Linked DNA regions of Sus scrofa: region 1 is linked to region 2. Evidence: chromatin contacts called from public Hi-C data. All regions are on one chromosome and are shown on one strand. Each heading gives the region's core, a stretch centred on a gene start, on an enhancer-like site or on the middle of the called end of the contact. The rest is flanking DNA. Distances are from core to core; before and after follow the strand shown.

Region 1 (6,167 bases), core at 3,280-5,779, 190 kb before region 2:
GAGTCAGATTTCCACCCTTATCCAAAGTGCCATGGCAGCTTCAGACATCCTGGCCAGAAGTGGCTTTGCAGGCTGCCCCTCCAGGAAGGAAGATGAGCGCCCAGGGTCAGAAGGCTGTGAGGTTTCATAGGCTCAGACACACCATTACTGTGACCTCAGTCTCTCTTATGCCAAAATGGACAGGGAGCCGTCTGACTCAGTGCTGTTTCTAGAAACTCGCCAGGGAGCATTTTCCTTCAAGTCAGCTCAGAACACAGGGACGTGGCCCAGCCAGGTCCTGCATGGGGTGGCAACTGCAAAATCCATGGCACCCTGGCCCCCATCAGGGCCACTCTCCTGATTCTGAGTCACCAGTTAAGGCTAGGGGACAGGAGTTGCCCTTGTGGCTCAGCAGATTAAGAATCTGACTAGTATCCATGAGGGCACAAGTTTGATCCCCGGCCTTGTTCAGCAGGTGGAGAATCTCTGGTGTTGCCGTGAGGGGCGATGTAGGTTGCAGATGCAGCTCGGATCTGGCATTGCTGCATGGTGCTGTGGGTCGGCGGATGGAGCTCCGATTCGACCCCTAGCCTGGGAACTTCCATATGCTGCATGTGCAGCCCTGAAAAATAAAGGGAGAGGGGGGCTGCTGCGGTCCTCCTGCTGACTTCTCCCCTGATGCACCCTTGGCTCTTTCCTCCCTGACACCACCACTTCCAGCCCAGGACGGGGCAGTGAGCACGCACACTCCTGAGGGGCCATGACCCCTCTCAGAGGGCCCGCGTGGTCCATCAGAAGGAAACGTTTCACAGTGAGGCCGCTGCGGGCCTGGGAGAGCAGTCCCTGCCAGAGCCTGGCCTTCCTCCAACAAAACGGCCCGGTTCGCCCCTGCTGCAGAAACTTCTAGAACGAGAAGAGGCCCTTCCCAGCATCCTGCTGCACCCAGGGCTAGGAGTGTCAATTTATACAGTGAGGGGAGCCAGCAACCCAGACCCCGCTTCTACGTCACCTGCCAGCTCTCGGTCTGGAGACTTGCCTGTGGTCACCATGTGTCACCTCCCAGGAGATGTTCCACTTTCCAAGCAGGTGAGACAGGAACCCTGTTAAAAATAGCTGGCTGGACTCTTCACAGAGTCCCCCTTATAAAGCAAAACCACTGGCGCTCCTCCGTCCCTGGCCTCAGGTTCCCTCTGGGACTGGGTGGGCCTGGTTCCCGCTGCACTGAACCATCACCACCACCACCTCCCCCTGCCAGTACGCTCTGGTGTGGCACCCCAGCACAGTCCAGCCAGGAGTCACCGCTTGTCTGTGTCCCAGCCGCCCACAGGGCCCTTGGGCTGTGGCCACTGAGCAGCTTTTGCTCCCTGGGTTCACCTCGGTGACCGGGGGCCGCTGGGACGGTCCACACCCTCTCCCTGCCTTCCTGCTCCCTTTAGTGTTTGGCGGGCCAGGCTTTCTGGAGCTTTCTCAGAACTGTGGATGCATTCCCAGTGGAAATCATGACATTTTCCGTTTCACATTACGCACTCCACAATGCCTCAGGAAAAGAGAGAGAGAAAGAGAAGGAAAACAAGGCCTGGGAGCCAGCCCCTCTCTGTCAACAGCCGGGCCAGGCCCTCTCTGTTTATCCTGGAGTCACCTCCCGGAGCTTGACAGCCAGCGCTCCGTGTTTGCTCCTTCCGTCGGAGGACTGATGAATAGGTGACCTGCCTTTTCTATCTGCTCCTCTGCTCCCGTGGCACCTCTGGGCCCAGGCATGCCTCTCGACTTTGTTGTGTGTGGCTTTTTTTTTTTTTTTGAAACTTTACTTTCGACTGCCATGGTAACTGCTGCATGTTTGGCAAAGGGAAAGAGGAAAGAAAAAAAAAAAAAAAAAAAAAAAAGCTGGGAGAGAAGAAAAGGAGCTCTCAGCGCGGGGCTGGCGGCCGTCCAGGGTAATCATGCCGCAGAGCTGAAATGAGGCCTCTGGCGGGCAGCCAAGTTACAAAGAACAAAGCTGTCAGTTCCTAATGTTGACGGCAAAGCCTGCTTGGCACCCTTATATGGTTTCCCAGAACCCCCTGCCTTGGCCGCCATCCATTCCCTTCAGGGCAGCAAACAGGATTAGCCCAGCGCCGAGTTGTTTTTCTCCCTCTCCTCCAACTGTTCCAATGACATCATCCCCGCTGCATTCATTTGCCAGCAGGGTGGTTTTTCTCCCTCTCTCTCCACCTCCCGCCCTCCCTCGCTCCCTCCATCTCTCTCTCACACACACCTCCACTCCCACTTCCTTCCTGTGGCCGCTCCCCGCGCCTCTGCCTCGCTTTAAACGCAATGTTTTAGGTCATTCCCCTTGTCCGGCATCCCTGCAAAATTAAAAATGCCCTGGTGCTCGTACATTTCGCTGAATCAAGCCAGACGTTGTATTTTATTTTTATAACTGAATTCCTGTGAGATAAAAATCTCATTTTCCTTAGCAGGCTGTAATCAGCACTCGCAGGGCTGTGGTTTCCAACTGCCTCGTCTTGTGCTTCCTTATGAAGCTCCGCTGAGAAATGAATTTGGCTCCCATTCAGGTTTAAAGGGCCCGAGGCCGGTCATATGTTGCTCGTTCACACACACACACACACACACACACACACACACAAAATGTGTGCACAAAGACCATTGCACACGTGCGAGCACCTGCACACACACCCACAGCCACGCAAACAAAGGGTACAGAGATACCCACTGAGACAGACGGACACGCAATCAGCACCCAGGGTCACTCTTTTCCTTGCAAGCAGGAGACCAGGTGAGTAAGTAGAAGCCAAGAGCGTCTCCCCCGCCCCTCCCCCAAGGCTGGTTTCAACCAGCAGGCAGGCAAGCATTATGCAACTAACGGCTGGGTTCATGAAAGGAATGGAGGTTCTCCGACTGCACAAATGGGCCCCCGCCCCCCCACCTCACTCTGATTCATGAACTAGTTTTCAGATTCATGAATCACTCGGGAGCCAGCAAGAGAAAAATGAGTAGTATTGATCTCATGGCGATGGAAATGGACTCATTTATGGCCGTGCTGGGTGCGGACAGCTTTCCACCAGCAGACACTCGTCAGCGTCCAAGGGCTGCAGGAGGTGCCTCCACCTGGAGGGGGCAGGGATGCTTGAGGGCTTCTGAGGAGGCTCCCCTCCTCTGATTGTTTAATGGACATAGAGAGACCTACTGGGACATGGACTGTGGCTAGACGCCTCTGTTCTCCTTGGGTCGGTCAGTGGCCCTCTTTTGAGTATTTGCCACCTTTTTTCCTTTTTTTTGGTCCACTTTGAATGAAATCTTTTAAGAGGCATCTCAGAGCAAATTCTTTTCTGGATTTCTGGTGACTTCTCAAGGACTACCTAAAATAGAAATTCACCTTCTACTAGGTGAATTTAAGTTCAAGTTCAACTAGGATGTCTTGGGGTTTGCTTCTTTTGCAGCTTTAAGGCAAAGAGGTAGCTTTGACACTTTTCAGCCCCTTGCACGTTCTTCAGCAGAGAAGCCCTGGGGATACAGACTCTCTAGATTTGGAGTGATCCCATTTATGTCAGGAAAGGCCATCCTCCCACTGGACGAGTGTCATCATACAGATGGGGCTCCGGGATTTCACAAAATCATTCTTTTCCTGCCCAAATGGAGTGATGGTGCTCTGGACTGACTTGGGGAGGTGGGCACTGAGCTGGGGTCTGGTGGCATCACAGACAGGGCCCTCCAGTCCCTGGCAGGTTTGTGAAAGGGGACACTGCTTTCCAAATACTTTCGTTGGGCCCCTTGAGTTTCAACTCAACCACTTTCTCTCTTGACACATGCCCCTCAGCCCAGTCCTGCTCAGCTTGTTGGACTCACCTTCAGGGGTGGGGAAAGCTTCCTTTCCTCTCTAAAACGCTGCAGTTGAGACTGTCATGGGTAAGCAGATCATGATGGCGATTGGCTCTGATTTGCAGCTTTGAAATGGGATTTTGTGTGGTTTTCTGTTCCCAGGTCTCTCCAACCACCCCCACCCTCCCAGCTCTGGGAGATTTAAAACAACCAATTGGACATAGACTTTTCAGAAACTGAACAAATGTTGGCAGCCAACCACCAGAAAAGGATTCGATCCTGAGCTGCATCATTTTGGATCAGGGGTTTGGAAATTAGATTCTCGCCCATTGACTTCAGATGGACAGTCGCGCCATCCAATGCATTTAACTTGGCAGGGATTCTGCGTTGTGACCTTGCCCTCATTTATTTCTGCAGTGCCCAGAGAAAGCGGGAGCAGCCCCGAGAAGGCCGAAGAAGATGCATTTGTATGAATTTCAATAAGCTGTGGGTGCAGAGGTGGCAAGGGCGGCTTGGCATTTCATGAGGTCCGTGAGAAGGTGCCTTTCAGCTCTGAGCAGCCCCAGCTTTCTTGTGCTGAACCTGCAGCTAACTGGAGTCTCAGGCCTGCCGGGACACTGCGGGTTAAAATCACTCCCATGAATGTGCTGGCTGGCCTCGGAGCAAGCGGGGATAGTGGGTTGGCTCATGTTTTGCATTAACTCGTTGGCTTTTTTTCCACTGCAGCCTCACATTCTCTGATAAACTTGAGTTGCTAGGAAAGCTTTATGTAACACCCACTGGCCTCGGCTCCTCAGAGCAGCAAGTGTTCTGTTTCCAGAATTCCCCATAAACCTGGCAGCACATCAAAACCTCTGTTTCATAACAGACCAGAAATAGGATTTTCTAATAACATTCTGAGCACTGGACGGATGGTGCAGGGGTCTGGACTTTGATAAATCATTAATAGTTCACTAAACAGAGACCCCCATGATGCCCAGCCTGCTACCTCTGGGGCAACGGTGGGAGGTAGGGTCGGAAGAAGCCTGCGGTCTCTACATCCATGATCTGTTGGCTAGTGACCTGTGGTCCCTTGCAGAGAATTTGCTAAATAATCTCAAACATATTGAGGATCTTACTCATGTTTAAAAAAAAAAAGAGAAGGTGGGGGGGGACTACCTTCCTCCTGCTCCTTCCTTCATTCATGAAGAATGTGGTTTCCTTTTATTTTGTTGCCAGGCAGGCTGACAGTTACAGATTTAACCCCCAGCTTTCCCCTGGGAGAGGGCAGAACTCTCTTCAATGGACACACCTAGTGTGGGGATTCAAGGATCCTCGTGCAGTAGACGAATGGCACATTTAAGCCTCAACCCCGTGGGTCATGGGCTGACGAGACAAAGAAGCGGGGTGGCCCCGCCCTCCCCCTGACACCCATGTGTTGCCACCCCTCCCAGTCCGGTCCTGGTTTAGATTATGACAAGGGATGGGAGTTCCCTCCAAAGGGCCATTTGCAGCCTATTTAGATGTCACTCGGGAAAATTCTTCCCGGAGGTCCCAACTACATCTCCTTTTGTTCCACTGTATCTGTCCGTGCCTTCCTTCCCGCTCTGCCCTCCATGCACTGTCAGCATGTGGACATCATTGCTGAACAAAAGAAGCTCCAGGTATGGCAGGACTGTTGAGACTCACCTTTGGGGAGAAGTCAGTGTGACTCATGGCACAGCTGCCTCCAGCCCTGAGGATGCTGCTCTGTGGACACCCTGCATCCTGGGCTGCATCCCCACCACCTCCCTCTGAGCCTCCCAGGGTCAGCTGTCTGGATTCATCTCAACCACTCAGGGGAGCCTGGGCTGACGGCCCCTTCCCTGAGCTCCTCACTATCCGTTCTGGTATGTTTCCCTGTGTTAAGCTTACTTGTCATCTTTCTCTCCCAGATCCCACCAAACAATCCCTGCATTGTTCACCTTCTCATTTGGGACTCTCGGGCCCCCAGAAGTACTAACTCCGGGGTTCCCAGGATAACCCTCCCCAGGTTCTTTCCTCCACTGCCACTGACATAATTTCTCTGGTCTCTCTGGTGTTTGCAGCTCTTTCCCATTTGGTTTCATCAGTGTCTCAATGACCTGTTATTTACCCTTTCTTCTGGGTCATTAGTAAACATAATCAAAAAAATGCTCCTCCGCCATCCGGCTGTCCCTGTGCTAAGCAGGGCCCTAGGGAAGGCCACCCATGTCCCCTGGACCCACCCAACAGCCCTCATCCTAAAACAGCGCCTCGGAAATGGCAGTCGGGCGGCGGGGTGGGCTTTCCTTCCCAGGCTGAGATTTCATATCCCCATGATCCATTTAGTGTCTGGACACCTGGTTGCTATGGAGATGGTTGTCATAAAA
Region 2 (7,038 bases), core at 2,779-5,278:
TGTGCCTACCCTGCTTTGACTAAGTGGCCTAAGTGGCTGTGGGAGTTTAGGGGTTTTTTTTGTATCTCATTGTTTATAATTTGTGCAATTGCGCATGCACATAGTTATTTTTAGCTCCTTATAGTTTCTTTGTATTTTGTTGCTCCAGGAGGTGTTTGTGCTGGTGCAAGCTTTTTTTTTTTTTTTTTTTTTTTTTTTGCTTTTTAGGGCCAACCTGTGGCGTATGAGGTTCCCAGGCCAGGGCTTGAATCGGAGCTGCAGCTGCTGGCCTATACCACAGCCACAGCAATGTCAGCTCTGAGACATGTCTGTGACCTACACCACAGCTCACGGCAACGCCAGATCCTTAACCCACTGAGCAAGGCCAGGGATCAAACCTGCATCCTTATGGATACTAATCAGATTGTTTCCACTGAGCCACGAAGGGAACTCCAAGGGGCAAGCATTGCAGCCACTGCAGCAAAGGGTCCAAGGTCCCAGGTCCCAGCCTGGCCCAGAGGATGGAGGATGGTGCCACATATCCCTGGCCTGGAGAAAGGTCACAATTCAAAATTCGAAGAATGCATTTCTACTGAATGCATATCACTTTCAAACCATCATGAAGTCAGAACTCATTAAGTCAAAGCATTGTAAGGGAGGTACTGTTTCCTACACTCTCTTTCCGAGGACCAGCTATTTATTTAGACTTCCACCATTTAGGGAAAGAGAAACTTATATATATAATTAAAATACAGCTATAGGAGTTCCCGTCGTGGCGCAGTGGTTAACAAATCCGACTAGGAACCATGAGGTTGCGGGTTCGGTCCCTGCCCTTGCTCAGTGGGTTAATGATCCAGCGTTGCCGTGAGCTGTGGTGTAGGTTGCAGACGCGGCTTGGATCCTGCGTTGCTGTGGCTCTGGCGTAGGCCAGTGGCTACAGCTCCGATTAGACCCCTAGCCTGGGAACCTCCATATGCCACGGGAGCGGCCCAAAGAAATAGCAAAAAGACAAAAAAAAAAATACAGCTATAACATATTAAAGTATATATTATATATGTATATATAGTTAATATTTTAGAGATTATTTATTTATTTATTCATTCATGCACTTATTTTACAGCCACACCTGCGACATATGGACGTTCCTAGGCCAGGAGTCGAATCGGAGCTGCAGCTGCCAGCCTACACCACGGCCAAGGCAACATCGGATCCAACTGCATCTGTGACCTACATGGCAGCTTGAGGCAACACCTGATCCTTAACCCACTGAGCGAGGCCAGGGATTGAACCTGAATCCTCACAGAGACAATGTCATGTCCTTAACCCACTGAGCCACAATGGAACTCCAGAGAATATTTAGAGAATATTTTTCTCCCTTATTCCTTTTCCCCAGCCTGATGGATATTTGGGCCACCATTGCCAGCCGGCAAGCGGAGAGAGCCACCTCCGTTTTACACAGTAGTTTGAACTTGAATTCTTGCAAGATCTTTGGATGCTCCTTGAGCCTGGTCACTTCAAAATTCCCCTAATTCCCCTTCACTAAACTGGTTATTTCAAGCTGGTTGTACAGAGGATCTTAATGGTTTAAGACAAAACAAAACACTCCCTACTTTTCCATGCCATTAAAAGAACATTTTCATTGGGAGTTCTCTCTGTGGCTCAGTGGTTAACAAACCTGACTAGGATCCATGAAGACACAGGTTCGATCCCTGGCCTGGCTCAATGGGTTAAGGATCTGGTGGTGCCGTGACCTGTGGTGTAGATTGAAGACACGGCTTGGATCTGGCATTGCTGTGGCTGTGGTGTAGGCTGGCAGCTGTAGCTCCAATGTGACCCCTAGCCTGGGAACCTCCGTATGCTGCAGGTGCGGCCCTAAAAAAAAAACAAAAACAAACAAACAAACAAAAAAACCCCCACAACTTTGTGTCCTTCCTCTGAGGGCCGGGGGCAGGAATAGTGGAGTGAGCTAATACAGGCGACTTAGAGATGGTCGATCTTTGGGATCTGCACTGATGGGCCGGCCCGGGGCCCTGCCTAACGAGGACTCTTTGAGGCGTTCCTAGTTAGCGGGTATATAGTACTGTAGAAACCCAAATTGCTTCTGAAAACAATAAGACAATTTCTCAAAAGGACCTCCGTCCTGTCAGTATTTTACAGGGATTCCATCTCAAGCAGCTTTATACAGCCATTATCACTTAATTACCAAGATAAATCTCACCAGCAACTTCCATAACTTCTTTTGCAAATGAATATGCCCACCTCTTATATCATCTGTCCCCTTCTGCTCTGTCCCCCACAGTGGCTGAGATCTGCCCAGGCTCCTATCCTCCCAGTGTCACCCCAGGCCGGCCTGCACCTGGGACCCGGCCCTGCCGAGGCTACGGAATTGTACGTGGTTCCCGCTCAGACCCACAAATCCCTGCTGGCCTCGGCAGGGCAGGCGCATGGCAGGAACCTGGCTCCATCTGCTTGCGAGGCTCACAAACCACGGTGAGCTTTTTAGTGATCTGAGGCCAAGTTTCCGGTATGTAATGAAAACTGAAACCCGGTTTTGGGTTTCCTTACCAAATTCACACACAGCTAGTCATGACAAGGGACTAAGTGTGAGGTGGCAAGGAGAGCAGCACCCAGGGACAGCCGGGACACACAGCGTTCAGGGCTATTTCTAGCCTGGCCACCGACTTGTTGTGTGGCCTGAGGCCCGTCACCTACCCTCCCTCCCTGTGGTTCACTTTCCCCAGCACTGAGAGGGGGCTTTTTACCAGAATGTACATTTCTGGTATGGGAAGGTGTTTTGAATTCCTCTGAATCTCTTTTAATTATAGCACTCACACCTGAGACTACTACAGCCATCTTGTGTGTGTGTGTGTTGTTGAATTTTTAAATAAAATTGAAACAAAATCTAGGATATTTATCTAGGCCCTCCATCTGTCTTCTGAAGTCTTGCTCTTATTTCTCTCTAGGCTTCAGCTTTTGATTTCAGACACACATAGACTTACAACTTATGGAGAATGCTGGAAAAGGAATTCCTGCCTTATTTAGACGGTTTATCTAAATGACCTCCTAGGAGTTCCTCTATGGCTCAGTGGGTTAAGGACCTGGCATTGTCACTGCAGCTGCTTGGGTTGCTGCTGTGATGTGGGTTCAATCCCTGGCCAGGGAGCTTTCACATGCGGGGGGGGGGGGGGGGGTGGCGGCCAAAAATAAATAAATAAATAAATAAATAAATAAATAAATTCCCAAATCCCTCTCGTCTCGAAGGTTCTGTGAGTCCATGACATGCCTTGGTGAAAGAGAACAAACCAGGCTTTGAAGTCAGGCATAACTGGGTCTGTCTCCTAGTTCTCACATTTACTGGCTGTGTGACTTCAGGCAAGCTCCTTAACCTCTCTGAACTGAGGTTTCTCATCTGAAAACCTGGGCCAGTGCCAACCACTAAATTGTCAGGAAGATGAAATAATAAAGTACTTTTAAAACATACAACAGAAGGCCTAGCAAATAGTAGGTGCCAAGGTAGATATTAGAGTCTGCTTTTCTTTATTCACACAAGTCTCTGAATGGGTAAAAAATGTAGGCCCTCAACTATTGGAATATCGCTTCTGTCTTCCACTCCAGGGCCCTACTTCTGAAAGAGAAAGAAAGAAGGAAATAAACGGAAACTCTCAAAGGCCTTTCTGAAAGCATCACCCATCTATTGAAATGTGCTTTCCATTCAAAAACTAGGTTATTCATTATTCATCTTATTGGAACTGAAAAGAAGGAAAGAGTTCACTGCTTACAACCCAGCCTTGACCACTGCTTGATTTCCATCATTTCCTGGTATCTATGTAATATGTCCCAAGTGTGAGATTGGCCATGTTGAGAGGCGAGCAAACTTCAGACTGAATGACCGTCCATAATGCCCTGGAATGAATGTTCCCTTTCCTAGCATTTCCACTCCAGGCAGTGCATTTCTGGGGAATTATTTCACTGCCTGGGTGGCCAGAGTCCCTTGGCCTTCAGCCTCATGGCTCACTGCACCACGCTGGGCAAGCAGTAACCGCCCAAAAATGCGAGTCTTTCTTTCATGCCCCAGTGGCATGAGTAACATCATTAACTCTTCAGGGCTGAGGTTTGGGATTACGTAAAAATTTTACACCCCACTGTGTTAGCTGTCAGAATACCAGAGTAACAAAGTGTCTGCAGAGTTCCTTTCCGTGCCAGAAATGTGGTTGCCTGACCTAATAAACAATCCTTGGGATATTTTTTTCCAAGCGATTCTATTTCAGCAGGATTGTGGGTTTCAAAATGGAAGCTAAGTCCTACAGACTTCAAGATCCAGGGAGAACAAAAATGCAAGAAGAAACTGGGCTTTGAAACTCTCCAGACAAGGGGAAAATGCTGCTGACGTGTCCCCTGGAAGGACAGCACAGGAAGAGCACAGCTGTGCAGTGTGGTGTTTCACATGCTCTTCTATACACAGGTTTTCTAAAGTGTAAGGGGAAAAAAACCCGTACAGGGCGCTCCCCTAAGAGGAGCCGCACAACACGTTTTCTCTGGGCCCTGGGCCAGCGCGGGGACCAACCAGAGGCCGGCGCAGAAGCACTGTGGATGCCGCGCGCCATCTGGTGGCCTGAAGCTGATATTGCGCGCTCTCTCCGGCCTTTGACTCCATTGATTTGCAGAATTTAATAGGCTAGTATTCTGGAGCTGCTTTTTTTTTTTTTTTTTTTTTAATCTTTTTATTTACTTTTTAATGATTTTTATTTTTTCCATTATGATTGGTTTACAGTGTTCTGTCCATTTCTATTGTACAACAAAGAGATCCAGTCATCCATATATATATATTCTTTTTCTCATATTATCCTCCATGATGTTCCATCATAAGTGACTATGTATAGTTCCCTATGCTATACAGCAGGATCTCATTGCTTAATTTATTTTATTGGAGTGTAGATGATTCACAATGTTGTGTTAATTTCTGCTGTTCAGCACAGTGATTCAGTTATACATATATATTCTTTTTCATTGTGTTTGATCACAGGATATTGAACCTAGTTCCCCACGCTGTACAGCAGGACCTTGTTTATCCATTCTATCTAGAATAGTTTGCATCTGCTAACCCCACTCTCCTACTCCATCCCTCCCTCAGCCCTCCTTCCCCTTGGCAACCACAAGTTGATTCTCTATGTCTGTGGGTCGGTTTCTGTTTCATAGATAAATTCATTTGTGTGATATTTTATATTCCACATAAAAGTTATATTATATGATATTTGTTTTTTCACTGTCTAACTTCACAAAGTATGATAATCTTTATATCCATCCATGTTGCTACAAAAGGCATTCTTTCCTTCTTTTTTATGGCTGAGTCATATTCCATTGTAGATATGTGTCCTCTGCTGATGGACATTTAGGTTGCTTCCAAGTCTTGGCTACTGAGAATAGCGCTGCTATGAATATAGGGGTGCATTATCTTTTCAAATCATAGTTTTGTCCAGATAGATGCCCAGGAGTGGGATTACTGGATCATACAGCGACTCTATGTTTAGTTTTTTGGGAACCTCCACACGGTTTTCCATAGTGGCTGCACCATTTTACATTCTATTGTGAGCTTTCTGTTCTGCTGAGGAGGGGACTGATCACCGGGGGGTCTGAAAGGAAGACACCAAGAGCCAGCTTTTCTAAATTCCGCTCCTTATTCTGCAATAGGAAATTCGAGGACTCGGGCTCTCCTCGGAGGTAATGATGGTCCTCTGGGACAGCACCAGGAGCCCTTAGCTCCAGCCCCAACCAGCCTCCTATGTCCTCCTGTCCAGGTCATGATGGCACAGGTTTGGGCATGAGAGCCTGGAAACCTCTTAGGTTCTCTTCTCCAGCCTTCTGAATCCTACGCTCTTTCAAGGTTGCTTCATGGCATCTGCACATTCTCAGAACAGCTGCTTCATTTTCGGCTCACACGAGTGTTCCCAAAGCATATTCCAAGAATACTGACTTACCTATTCAGAATTCTATCTTAAAAAAAAAAAAAAAGTCCCTCCAAGTTTTCGAAACCGAGTCACACCCAGCCAGTTAAGACAGGTGTTACTGTGGGACCTCTCAAGCGCTTTGACATACCGAGATTATAGAGGGTATTAAGAAGGAACGAGGGTTTGTTATAGTTTCCAAAGTCGTTCAACGTCGAAACCTTTCCTCCACCCCCACTTTCAAGTGCTTCTTGAAGTAAGCACACTTGACAAAGTGACTTTAGTGAGATATTGATCTATCGTACTCCCTTGACCCATGATTAAATAGCCATCTTTTCAAAAGTGAAAGACATTTGTGGTGATTGTGTTTTGGCTGCCATAACAAAGCATCACACACCGGTGACATAAACAGCCAGGATGTATTTTCTCACAATTTCTTCGGAGGCTCCTCTCCCTGGCTTCTCTTCTCCCTATATGTTCACGTGGTCCTTCCTCTTTGTGTGTCTGTGTTCAAATCCCCGTTTCTTTCTTTTTTTAAAATTTTTTATTTATTTTATTTTTGGCTTTTTAGGGCATACGGAGGTTCCCAAGCTAAGGGTCAAATTGGAGCTGAAGCTGCAGGCTACACCACAGCCATAGCAACGCAGGATCCAAGCCGAGTCCGCAACCTACACCACAGCTCACAACAATGCTGAATGAATCCATAACCCACTGAGAGAGGCCAGGGATCCAACCTGCATCCTCACAGATACTAGCCAGATTCGTTACCACTGAGCCACCATGGGAACTCCCAAATCTCCTTTTCTTATGGGGCCACCATTGTATTGGACGAAGGTCCATCCTAATGACCTCATTTTAATCTGCTCTTTAAAAACTCCATCTCCAAATACAGTCCCATTCTGACATGGGAATCTTGAGGAGAAACAATTCAACTCATAAGAGTATCTTATTTGTAAATCTGTTAGAGAAATTTGTGCTTCAGGGGGAAACTGCTTTCTTTAGAACAGGCCCGCCACTTGGCTTTATAAATAAAGTTTTATTAGCACAAAGCCACCCTCATTCATTCTCTAGGGTTACTTTCTTGTTCAACAGTAGAGCTGAGGAGTTGTAACAAAGG

The links. Hi-C and Micro-C count contacts between places; a contact is called where the count stands out from the background.
Region 1: a contact with region 2 is called in a Hi-C map of embryonic fibroblasts, with 5 times the contacts expected there. The contact joins two enhancer-like sites. A contact is called at or near these places in 13 of 47 Hi-C or Micro-C datasets (alveolar macrophages, embryonic fibroblasts, fetal heart ventricle and 8 more) and 1 of 2 datasets of contacts at active chromatin or transcription factors (skeletal muscle).

The regions. Positions count from the first base shown.
Region 1 is chr14:56,450,917-56,457,083 of Sscrofa11.1, forward strand. No RefSeq gene overlaps it. Among named protein-coding and RNA genes, the nearest start is that of IRF2BP2, 92 kb to the right of the region's middle. Within about 2 kb of position 4,530, at least 35 of the 83 cell types and tissues checked have an H3K27ac peak or open chromatin away from gene starts, as enhancers often do. A contact at or near this core is called in embryonic fibroblasts, fetal skeletal muscle, liver and 4 more, where this site is marked.
Region 2 is chr14:56,642,738-56,649,775 of Sscrofa11.1, forward strand. No RefSeq gene overlaps it. Among named protein-coding and RNA genes, the nearest start is that of TARBP1, 23 kb to the right of the region's middle. Within about 2 kb of position 4,029, at least 55 of the 83 cell types and tissues checked have an H3K27ac peak or open chromatin away from gene starts, as enhancers often do. A contact at or near this core is called in embryonic fibroblasts, fetal skeletal muscle, liver and 4 more, where this site is marked.